Regions from separate parts of the Mus musculus genome. Here region 1 is linked to region 2. The links are chromatin contacts, called in public HiChIP or PLAC-seq maps. All regions are on one chromosome and are shown on one strand. Each heading gives the region's core, a stretch centred on a gene start, on an enhancer-like site or on the middle of the called end of the contact. The rest is flanking DNA. Distances are from core to core; before and after follow the strand shown.

Region 1 (6,095 bases), core at 1,366-3,865, 2.8 Mb before region 2:
GGAATACCATGTATTGAGCATTTTCATTTCTGCTCATTTGTCAACGGCCATTGGCAGCGCACCATGGTGAACAGTGTCGAACTAAACATGGGAGAGCTGGTGTCTTCTGCATCCTGACAGGAGGCAACCAACTGGGTTGTGCGCCATGTCCACTCAATATATTGGAATCAGCCTGACAAAGCCTCATTTCATTTTGATTCAGTTCGAAAGGAGTTGAACTGACTCAACTGAATACATTTTGCTAATATGAATTTTGAAATCCTTGTTTACAAGGATATTTTTTAATCCTAAAAAAATCTCATAAAATGAACCATGTTGAATCCACATGTTTTGGTATGTTTTCTTTAAAAAGGTTTCTAAATCATAAAAAGTATGAGACTGGACAGACAGTCTAAGGGCACTTGCTCTTGCAGAGGATTGGGTTCAGTTCCCAGGACCCACGTCAGAGGTCATAACTCCAGTTTCTGGGGACCCAATGCCCTCTTTTGCTCTGTGGCATCCCGCAAGCACATAAACTCATGCACAGGTGCACACACATGAACATAAAAATAATTTTTAAAAAGTATACAAAGTAAATTAAAAAAAGAAAGAATCCATTGGAGTCCGGCTAAATGCAGATTGTAACTGCGTATGCCTTGTATCCTGCAGAGACTGTAGGAGACAGGAAAGCATTCTAATCCTTAAAGCGATGTCCGAAGAACTCAAATCAGGCACAGTGTCCACTAGGAGAGACCACTCAAAAGTAAGCCATCCCAACACGTCTGACTTCCCGGGTCTTCACCCACAACAAATCAGATTTAGCTTATGGATTTCAATGCATAATCCCTCACAAGAACAAATAGCCAGTGTGAACACTGGTGTGTGTGTGTGTGTGTGTGTGTGTGTGTGTGTATGCAAGCATGTTAAAAGGTTTACAGAATAATGAACATACAAACCACCTGTCATGGGAAAGACAAAAGCCCTTGCCATAGAATAGTGTCCATCTCTGAGAATTATATTTTGAAAATGGAAGGCAATTCCTGGGCTCTGGAGATCAAGAAGACAAGTGAATGCTGGAAGCGTGGCATTTTGAGCCAACACTCAGCACAGCTGAGCCCACAGGCTGGAGGATGCTCCTTACACAGAGTGTGCAACACACATGCCCTGTGTAAGGCGCTACTGCCCCAGGCAAAGTTTCCTGGTTTAAAATCGGTCTGTGAATAACGAGTAGTAATAGACACTATCTGAAGGAACCCCTCTCCCCGTAAGGGCCCCCACCCCTGTTATGGTAAAGTAATTTCAATGTTGCTTGGGAAATCCTGGTGCGAAATATAATTCTTTTCCACACTGAGTTTCAGTAGGAAACACATCACACAAGGCATTGTGCCCTGTTCTTGGACTCTCTCGTTGTATTAGAACAATAAATATCTTTTATTTTTTTCAATTCAGTTTGAGTTTCTTTGTTAGAGTGAAAGTTCCAACTAATATAGAAAAATTGCTTTTTAAGAAAAAAAAATACGTTCTTGTGTTCAAAACCAAATCTCCTATCCAAATGAAATTAAAATCGTTACAAAGTGACAATTAATTTTCAAATACTTCCTTAGGTTACATATTTTAACATTTAGGGAAAAGAACTGCCTGCCTAGCCAATTCTCCCCATGGACTAAAAGTCGTTTACGAATTGTAACTGCATACATGAACTTTTTCTTAAGGGTGAGCTTCCAAACAGAAGGTGTCTAATAATTGTTCAAAAGATCCCCCAAGACATTGGAAGGGAAATGGTCCAACGAACATGGTATCGGGAAAAGCCAAGAGACTCACCAACTGTAGATAACCCGTAGGTCAAAGACTGTTTGGATATGGAGGCTTTGCAAAGGCTTGACTCTGACACTTCCTTGTGTTTACAACCTAAATGACTGTGCACACGGCTCAGAACTCTGCTAGGCGGGTGACCTTTGTGCAACAGCGAAGCAAGCCTCTAGTTCACCAAGAATCCCAGGACCCGAGCTGAGACAGCCACCCCAGGGTTCCGCAATCTAGTGTAAACCACCAACCTCACCGTGGGGGGGTGGGGAGGGGAAACACGCTTTTTTTGAGCCCCAGACTGCTTAAACAGGCTGCCCTAGAGCCCTGGAGTCCATGACAATTCTCCCCTTGAAAAGAGGGTGAGCAACTAAAGTCTCCTACAAAAGGCTGAGAATATTTCCCCCTGACCACAAAGCCAACGCCGCGAGGGGTTGAAGCCCAGCCGCCAGCGGCTCCGGAGCCATCGCCCTCGTCCTCACCGGATTCCCTTGGCCTTCAGGACCATCAGCGTCCTCTGAGCGAAGGGGCAGAACCTCATGCTGTAGACGCGGATCTGGCCCTCCGGGACCGGGCCGGGGGGCGCGCTTCCTGCAGGAGAGAGGAGACAGTCACGGCCCGGATCGCACAGGGATCCCGGGCATCCCCGGTACACGGTGCGTCCCCGACACCAGTAGCCTCACCCTTCCCCAGGCTCCTGGAGGATTCTCCCGACATCGCTGAGCCGCCGTGCAGGCCGAGAGCCACGCGGGTTCCGCTCCCGTTTGCGGGCGACTCTGGAAGCACGAGGTCTTGTACACTGTCCTAGAACTCAGCCCCGCCCAGACCGCGCCTCCTGGCCGGGAGCCGCCCCCGCCTTTAAAGGGAAAGCATCGGCCGCTGCGATCCTGGATCCTGATGCTGTGTGACGTTAACCGGTGGGCTCCCAGGTTCGCTGCGGAGGTAGTGCAAGGAGGAACAAAACCACAGAGACACACACCCCGCCTCCACACAAGGGGTCTTGTGGTTTCTTGTGTCATGTGATGACCACCTGGAGCCGGCCAAAGCAGAGATGCTCAGAAAGAGCCACCCCATCCCTCCAGGCCGAAGGTTTCCTGTCTGCCTTCACACAGGACTCTGGCCCTGACCTCCATACCTCCCACACCCACTCCACTGGTATGTGAGCTCTAGCTCTGCCCCCAAATTTCCAACATTCCAGAGGGGTCTAGGAGGTGGTCTAGCCACCTGGACGGTCTTTTCTTCTGTCAGTACTAGCTTACTATAAGCTGCCATCCCTATAGTCACCTACAGAGGCACATTTCGGCATATAGAAAAGAGCACACATCTGGATGTTATTAGCCTCCGGACGCAGTTGTGCTTTCAAAATTCCATCCATAAAACATTTGTCTGGAAGCCTAGAAAGAGCACACGCTGGTTTAAGCACAGTGGGCTGAGAAAATTTAGCCTTTTGAGTCCATAAGAAAAAAAAAAAAATCTGGCCAGAGGGCTTGCGAAAACTGCTGTCTTCTTATTCAGGCATGAGGAGAGTTTGCCTCCAGGATTCGCAAAGCTCATGGATAAAAGCTACTAACTCCGGGGCTATTTATGAAAGAGCATGCCTGGGTTTTGTTTCCAGCTCTATTATTGGAGAAGCAGAGAATGCCCTTGGAGCCAGCTCCAGTTTTGATCCTGGCTTCTCCCTGTGCTCACTAGAACTACGGAACAAAATGCCAAAGTGACTTAAATGACTCATACGTCTAACAATTGCGGCCAGGAAATGGCAGCACCCTAGCAGGCAGGGCTTGCTGTGGATGAACTAGCAAACATTAATTCTTCAAATAAAGAAAGGAAAATATACAGAAAACCACTGTGCTACGTTACTGGTGGCCATTATAGTAGGGATCATGCCTAAGTCCTAGCAGCTGAGAACATAGCCCTCAAACATCTGGGCATATATCTCTACTGGCCACAGTCAAACTGCCACGGGACTATATATTTTGTTGTAGCTGTAACCTGAAGAGATTAATCTGAGTCGACTATATTGCAAGAAGACGAAAAAATTAAAAACCCTAGTGACAAGAAATAGTTTTTAACCTTCTACGTAATGTTCACCTTCACTGCCCAGATGTGTCCACCCGATGCAGCAACCTTCTGTAACTTTTCAGAAGAATGATGGGTAATTTCATACTGTCCAATTTATAATCTATATTGACAGGATCAAATTCAGGTTGTTGAAGGTCTTATCAACTGCCTCGCAGATGGTGTTTTAATAAAAAACTTTTATTTCTATATGTTACGAATAGCTAAAATATCTGACTATTAGCTTTTATAACATCTCATTCCAGCTATCAGAGAATGTTCCAGATAAGCTCCAGTCATTCCAATAAACCTGAAGACACCATGAATTCTGGGAGTAAAAGAACTGGGAAGATAGATCATTTCATAAGAAAATTATCCCCAAACAGCAGCCACCATCCTTTGGCAACCAAATTGTCCACACAAGTAATAAAGACTCCTTCAAGGTCATCGTGTAGAAACAGACTGAGCCAAACCACAGCTTGACCAAGCCATAGCCTGGCCAGCACTGTTTAATAGATTGCCTCTCACCACTCGCCCCAAATTCTTCCTCTCTTTAAATCTACAACCATGTCAGCATGGCTTAAAGGATGAAACACTTAAATGGCCATTTTGATTAAAACCTTTTCATACATGTTTACGATTACTTTCATTTCTTTCTTTGGGTCAGAGTTGGGCCTCTGGCCTAAGACTTTGGTTACATAAACTTTTCTGTTTGATTTCATTAAGTCTGTAACTGTCCATAGCAGGGAAAACAGACTTCATTAGAGTTTTCATGGAAAGATGCTAGCTAAATAGTTGAATGAACAAGCTAGAAAGGCCCAGAGTCTAGTCAGTGAATATATATCTACATCTACATCTACATCTACATCATCTACATCTACATATATATATATATATATATATATCTCACAATAAGAAGCCATGCAGGGACAAATGGTTCACAAATAAAGGAGCTTAAATTAAATGGAGAGGAGAGTAAAATGACTTAGTTGGGTGCCACAAACCGGGCCTAGCCGTCCCCCCTCAATCCGTGGGAATCAGGGGTTCGGACAGATGGGCATAGAGTCGGCAAGAATTGACACGAGAGAGTGTGTTGGATCTGAATGTAATTTGTCAAATTGAGCATTAAACTTTTTATACAGAAGAAAATAGGGAAGTTAGGTGACACACTGGCAAGGTACAATGAGGTTACCGGATTCTTACACAAAACAGAGGAATGCAAACACGAAGGACTGGCAAGAACCAGCTGGAATAAAATACAATGTTAACAACTGGGATCAAAAGCAGCCCCATCTAAGGTCCGCTTACAGGGGCCAACGCTTCATGCCCTTGCCATAATTCCTACTCTAGTCTATTGTATAATCCACCTTCCCCCTAGGCCATTGTGAATTCCTGTGTATGGGTGTAACTCAGCTATCTATAGTTCTGAGTATCTACTCTGGTTCCTTCCTTCTTCCTAGTTAATGGTAAATTCCTGTGCAGGGCAGTGACTCAGCTATCCATGCCCAGGGTCAGCTCAAGGACTGACTGCCTAGGACTGGTGAAGAATCTAACTTAGCTATATGTCAAAAATTCAATCCTTAGAAGAACTTATAATAAAGCAATATTAAGGGAAAGCACACAGATCCATTTACCAACTAAAGCAAGGATATTGGAGCATTCCTTATGCAGGATGCCACGGTTCCGGGAGACTAAGTTTCTGTGAACTTTTTGCCTCAGGACCACACCCAGGCTTTTTGGCCTGTCAGGTGGGTCACTACTGGAGTGGATGTAGCAGTTGGGCTTATTCATATAATGGACAGTTAATAGGCATTCATAAACTACCAACTCAAATGCATCCAGAAATATAACTGGTCATAAAAGGAAGGAGCAATAGGAGGCATGTTATGATTGCATGTCACCTTTCAGATGTGCAAAGTGAAAGACATTGGCAACTGCAGCACACACGCATGTGACAGAATTAAAAACAAACAAACAAAAACATTATGACCAGCGTTTAGGAGAGTGTGTCCCTCCTACACGAAGGAAGGGAACAGGGGAGGGGGGAGGGCCTGTTCATGTTGTCCAAGGGATGATTCAAGGGTTTCGTCCACTTTCAGTTCAACTGAAAGATGGCTTCTAGCCAACGTCCCTGCTGTGACACAGGATGAAGTGGAGTTGGGGTGTGGGGGCGCAAGAAAACTTCCTGTGCAATTTTTTACTATGTAATTCAGAGAAGAAATTAACATGGTCTTTTCTTTTTCTTTTTGAGACAG
Region 2 (6,245 bases), core at 575-3,074:
CCTCCTTCGCTTGCAGTCCCTTAGCTTGCCTCTGGAGGCACCCACCCCCGCAGCACCCAGTCTAGGTGCACTGGGTGCGGGTGAGCGGCGTGGAGGGCGGGCCTCTGAGGGTGCAACGCCCGGAGGGATTCGGATTACTGCTTGTTTACTTGATTGCTGCCTTGGCAATGGACTCTCCTTGCTTGCACCCTGGTCTGCTACTCCAGGTCTTAGAGGCTCCTTTTGCAGATCCTCGTCATTCGCATCTCTTTCCAGCCACATTGTTGTGGTATCTGTGCCCCTTTTGTGTTCCCAGTCCCCTTTGCCACCTAATCCCCAGCTCCACTGTGCCAGCAATTTTTTGTACCCCCAACACTTATCCGTACACAAACTGACGCCCCAGTCCTAGGGATGTGCACGGCCAAAGTTTCCCGTGATCTCTGCCTGCATCCAAGCAGGCGCATCAGAAAGATTCTTCTCCTAGTGGCCTGGGATCAGCTGCTGTATCGTGCGGCCTTTCCAGAACAGGGTGTCTCCGAAGGTGAAGAAGGCATTACACACACACATCCCTTATCCATCAGCACCCAGGGCACAGCGGCGACACAGCCATGTTCCAGCTTTCCTTCCTGCTGATCTCAGGCTCAGGTTCAGCTCTTTCGTTTGTGACATTCTCCCACAGAGACCTTAGGGATGACTACGGAAGGGATGGCAATTTCAGGAAGCTAGCGTGGCCCGGAGAAGACGTGATTCTAGTAGCCAGTGGAACCCAGCCAGTTCCAGAGCCTGGGTTCCAACGACCAGTTGGGGTTCAGAGTTGGGGCGGGCAGAGCCCAGAGGTATCAGACAGGTGAGAAGCTACAATCCGGACAGGCTACCAAAGGTGCTAGAAGAGAATGACTGGCGGTCTCAGCAGCCAATGGGATCCCAGGACCGCGCAGGGTAGCTCTATTCCAGCAGCTGCGCGGAGCGTGGGCGGGGTCCTTAGTTCACTGTATCGCGCCCGCCAGCGGGCGACAAGGGCAGCGGCGGCACACGGGACCAGGTGAGGTGGCCAAGTCCTAGAGGTAGCGAGGCAGGAGGTCCTACATGGGGGAGTCTGTTTTTTGGTTTACAGAAATGCTCTAGAGGGCGTGACCCCTGGTTTTGCACTAGCGATTTGTGGGGCTCTCTCCAGAAGATCACTCAGTCCTGGGATAGAGTCTTGCAGCGACTTTAGACTCACAACTGCAGCCTGGAGCCTGACATTCACCTGGGGGTGGCGGTGGGGGGCAAGCTCGACCGCAGCTATCCCAGGTCCTGAAGTCCAGCTCGGGAGGCTAGCCCCTACCCATATACATATACACACAGGAAAGATGCTGCAGTAAACTGTGTGGCACCCATTCTCCTCTCTCTCTTTAAAACTCAAGAGCCTGCTGTGACCCCCATCTCTACTCTCTGAGTGTCAGATGAGGACCGGAGACTGGGTGGATGACTCCATTGAGAATAGCAATGGAGGAATGGAGGGAGGAATGGAAGGAAAGTGTCCCAATGGCCTTGTAGAAACAAATCCCCAAATCCAAGATGGTGCAGAACTGGGCCGATCTCCTCTGGGCCCAGGATGGGAGAGGGGGACAGGATGTTCAAGTCAGGAGGAAGTGCAGAAGCCAGGGTAATGGGACAGCACTCATCCCTCTCCCCAAACCCTGTTCTTCCTACACAGATCTGGAAGCCCTACTCCTAAGAAGCATTCAGACTGAAATTGCATCAGAAAGATCCCTCTCTTCCAAGTGGCCTGGGATCAGCTGCTCTGTCTTGTGGACTTTCCAGAACAGGGTGGCCAGAAGAAACACTATTTTTCGACTCAGCGAGATCTGCCTTACTAAGACTCCAGCCCTACTGAGAAAGCTCATGGAGCCTGGAAGACCAAGAGCCAACCTTCGGAGGGCAGGCAGACTCTGTCCGGATCTGTAGGGCACTGCCCTAGTCTCACTACTATGGCACGTGGTTTCACGGTAGGCTTTGACCCACTGGGTCTAGGAGAACTCAGCTCTGGCTCCCTGAGCTCTGTCTCCTCCCGAGGCCACCTGGGCAGCGACTCAGGCTCCACAGCAACACGATACCTGCTGAGGAAGCAGCAGCGCCTGCTGAATGGGCCCTCCCGAGGAATTCGAGCCTCCTCGCCCATGGGCCGGGTCATCCTCATCAACTCCCCCATCGAAGGTGGGTGTGGGGCCCGGGAGTGACTTGGATGGGAGCACTGAGGACAACGGGTAACGGGATCATCTTTCATCTACCCTTGCCTATCCTGTAGCCACTATTTTAGGGCGGCAGGGCTGTAGAAGGATCAGAGGTGGGAGGTGAAACCATAGTCTAAGGAAAGCCCTTATACGTGAGCCCCTGGGATACATAGGCAGCGTGATGAATCAGCCCCCTCCATTCCTTGAACTCCGTCTTTCTCCTAACCCACCTTAGGGAGTGAAGCAGAATGGAGATCTCCCACCAAACAATTTTGTGTGACCAGTACTGTGGGGGGACGGTAGAGCGTCAGTGTCCAGGCTTCAGAATGTGGGAGAGGGGCCAAAAGACACGCAGCAAATGTCCATGAAAAGGCAGAGAGGGGGTGGGGGTGGGGTGGGGATAGGAGGAATGAGAGACAGAGGCAGAGAGTGAGAGCCCCATAGCTCGGTCGTTCAGAGAGAATGAGCTGCCTGGCACTATACCATGGCCACCAATTCTGATTCTACCCCGGTTAGGTCTTGCAGGGGACCTAGAGGGAGGAAGCTCAGTTTTCACCTCACAGGAATATGAAGCATAGTCAAAACTTCAAGACACAAACAAGAACAGCTGGTGGGGAGGTTGCAGCTACCACCCCGCAAAAGTCAGAAGTGAACAGCGGGAAGCATGGTGAGGCAGGTGCTTAGACTACAGTGACAGATGTGAGGCGACAAAGAGCCTGTGAGCAAGACAGAGCCTCAGATGCCAGGAGAGGAGCGAGGCCCTGTGGGACTGGCTCTCTGTGGACAGGACCCGATCCGTATCTCCAACCCCTCTCCTCTTTCTGAGCCAGCACGGTTCCCCTGGCTGGATCCAAGACTGGACTTTTCAGGTCTGGTGTTTCTTCCAATGCAATTACAAGTCTCTGTTCCCCTCCAAAGACAGCTGCCCGGGATATGGTTGGCTTGCTCACTTCTATCACTGTCAGTGACCACTATAGGCCCCGCCCTCGGGCAAGTATCAAGGTACTGTTGAGGTCACCAATGCCATTGACCAAGAAGCAGAAACACCCAGAGGAGCTAGAAAGCAGGACAGACAACCCTTTCTCTCTTTCTTTCTTCTTCCTTCCTTCCTTCCTTCTTTCCTTTATTCCTTCCTTCCTTCCTCCCTCCCTTCCTTCTTTCTTCCTTCCTCCCTCCTTTCCTTCTTCTTCTTTTTTTTTTTAATTTGGTTTTGTTTTTTTCAAGACAGGCTTTATCTGTGTAGGCTGTCCTGGACCTTGATCTGTAGACCAGGCTGGCTTTGAGCTCAGAGAGTCTCCCGCTTCTGCTTCAAGAGCTGGGGTTTAAAGGCATGTGACACCAATACCTGGCTGATGTGACCCTTTCTAGCCACCTCTTTCTCCTCTCCTAGTTTGTTCATTCATTTTTTCACTCATTCACTCATCTGCTCATTTATCAAAAATTACCTGTCAGATACTATGCACTGTGCAAGGACTAAAGATGTGTTGGTGGGAAAGAACTGAAAAGTCCCATGATGAAACTTGCAGACTTCCAAGCAACAGTAAACAATACACAAATAAACAATAAGACACAAGATAGAACAATTCTGCAGGAAAACTCATGGTGACTAGTAGACAGGAGAGTATTCCTAACACTTTCAAGCTAGACTCATGCCAGAATTGCCCAAGAAGACAACTAGAAGGCAGACAGGGGGTCTGGTGAGACAGTTCAGTGTGTAAGGACATCTGTGGCCAAACCTGATGACCTGAGACCCCAGACCCCACACTGTAGGAAAGAAGTGACTCTCAAAAGCTGTCCTCTGTCCTCTGTACATGTCCCATGACATACACATGTGCAGATATATACACACCTTAAATAAATAAGTAAGCACATGGAATTTTTTAGAAAATTGATTGGGAGGGAGCTGGAGAGATGGCTCAGCAGTGAAAAAGTACTGCTTGCTCTTCCAGAGGTCCTGAGTTCAATTCCCAGGACACTCATGGTGTTTCCTACCATCCATATAGAATCAGTTCCCCTCTCTGTGTGCATGCAGACAGAGCATTCATATACATAAATGACATACTTTTTTTTTTTTTTGAGATGTTTCTCTGTCTATCCCTGGCTGTCCTGGCACACACAATACGGACCAGGCTGGCCTTGAGCTCAGCGATCCTCCTGCCTCTGCCTCTGGAATGCTGGGGCCAAAAGTGTGCACCATCATATCTGGATTTTCTTATTTTATGGGCATCCAGGATTTAAGCTGTAGTGTGTGTGGTTTGGCTATTTTAGCTTGCTTTTTTTTTTCTTTAACTTTTATCGATTTGTTGTTGCTTCTTTCAAAGATAAACTCTTGAGATAAGAGTATTGGCTGGTCCAGAACCTGCTATGTAGGCCAAACCAGTCTCAAGCCTGTGGCAACCCTGCCTCAGCTCCAGAGTGTTGAGACTAATCGCCAAGGCACTACACCTGACTTGTTTGCTTTGAGACAAAGTTTCACTACAGCTGACCTTGACTTCTCCACCCACAGGTTTCAGTCTTCGAAGTGATAAGATTTTATGTCTGAGCTACTGTACTTAGCTCTTACACTTAAAACAAAAAACCAAAAACAATAAAAATTATAGCCAGACAAGGTGGTGCCACTCACAATGATCTCTTCAAAGTCTACATGGCCTACGCCCTAATACTGTCTCACAATAACTCTGCTCAGTACTGCAGAGTGCCTGCCTAACACACAAGGCCCCAAGTTCCTCACCCTCAGGACTACAAGGCTGCCCAGGAGCCCTTCAGAATTCTCCTTTTAACAAGTTTTCCAGTGATGTTGTGTCTGCTATTGGTACCATGCCCTGGGTCAAGCGCCTCTGAGAAAGTGATGTCTAGGATGAGAGGGGAAAGAGAAGCTAAGAGTCAGCCCTCATCATCCCCCCAAACAAAGTCAAAGTGACAACAGTACAGGAGGGGACAGTTTCTAGCTCGTATGAGCCACCAAAATAATAAGATAAAATAAAAATGGTCAGAATGTCTGATGGCGACTGACAGAGGAGAAAGCCCCCAGAGGTGGCAGAGAAAGACATGGAGGATCATACAGGGCCAAGGGTAGCCTAGAGTTCCCCTAAAACAGACAGAAATGGCTGGCTGATAAAGTACACACAATTCCTATATTCCAATGGAAAACAAGCAGGTTGTTAGAGAGCTGCAGGGAGGGCCAGGCCTACTCAGGTCAGATGAGGGAGAGACAATTCCATCCTGGGAGAAGCCACATCCCTGTTCTCAAAGCTCAGATGTGGCAGGGCACAGTAGCCCACACCATAGTCCCAGAACCTGGGAGGCAGACTCTGAGTTCGAGGCCAGCCTACTCTACATAGTGAGTACCAGGACAGCCAGAGATACATATTGAAACTCCGTCACACACACAAAAAAACAAAACCTAAGACAAACGAAAGCTCAGATGCGACATCCCAATGACCCAGGGCATAGGGGTCCTATTCCCAAAGAGGAACTGAGAAGGAAGTGGGCTGAGGGCAGAGAGCTAAAGGCTTTTTAGCTAAGACCTGATGGGGCCTGAGAACTGTGTGATGACAACTGGTTAGGAAGCTCCGGGATCCCTGTCTGTCCTATACCACCCTGTCCAGGCTGTCCTCGGGGATTTCAGCCCCATCTGTCCTGGCCACACATTGTAACCTGATAGACCAAATTGAAGTGTGTGTGTGTGTGTGTGTGTGTGTGTGTGTGTGTGTGTTTCCTTTCAAACACCTCTGGAGTAAAACTTGTCTGAAGGAAAAATAAATGTCCTCCTTTTATGTGGGACCTAGCACTCTCGTTAATTTTCAAAGAGCAGGTGCCTCTGAGCCTCCCACATGACCTCTCTTTCCACTGCCCAAATCTCTCCCCCTTTCATTTCTCTAAAGAACCAGCTGCCCTGCCTCTTCACTGGCCCCTATTATGGACTCTCAACTGCAGCATGCTGAATTAGAGGTTCTGTCCTCCGGTAGCCGGGTAGTTCCTACCGCTCTACCCTTTAGAATCAGAGTCTATGGGATGGAAGAGGCTTCCTCGTTCTGCCATTAGATTCTG

Evidence for each region. HiChIP or PLAC-seq counts read pairs in DNA pulled down with a chosen protein or histone mark.
Region 1: a contact with region 2 is called in an H3K27ac HiChIP or PLAC-seq map of thymic regulatory T cells, with 10 times the contacts expected there. The contact joins the promoter of Gsto1 here to the promoter of Pdzd7 in region 2. A contact is called at or near these places in 1 of 115 datasets of contacts at active chromatin or transcription factors (thymic regulatory T cells) and 2 of 9 other capture datasets (adipose tissue and liver).

Annotation. Positions count from the first base shown.
Region 1 is chr19:47,851,493-47,857,587 of GRCm38.p6, reverse strand. It overlaps Gsto1 (glutathione S-transferase omega 1), which reads right to left and starts at 2,615. Exons shown (of 6, transcript NM_010362.3): 1 at 2,466-2,615; 2 at 2,265-2,373. The coding sequence starts at 2,499. Gm30021 (predicted gene, 30021) reads left to right here and starts at 2,672. Exons shown (of 2, transcript NR_166768.1): 1 at 2,672-2,937; 2 at 4,107-4,477.
Region 2 is chr19:45,041,351-45,047,595 of GRCm38.p6, reverse strand. It overlaps Pdzd7 (PDZ domain containing 7), which reads left to right and starts at 1,824. Exons shown (of 16, transcript NM_001195265.1): 1 at 1,824-2,178. The coding sequence starts at 1,953. It overlaps Sfxn3 (sideroflexin 3), which reads right to left and starts at 20. Exons shown (of 11, transcript NM_053197.4): 1 at 1-20.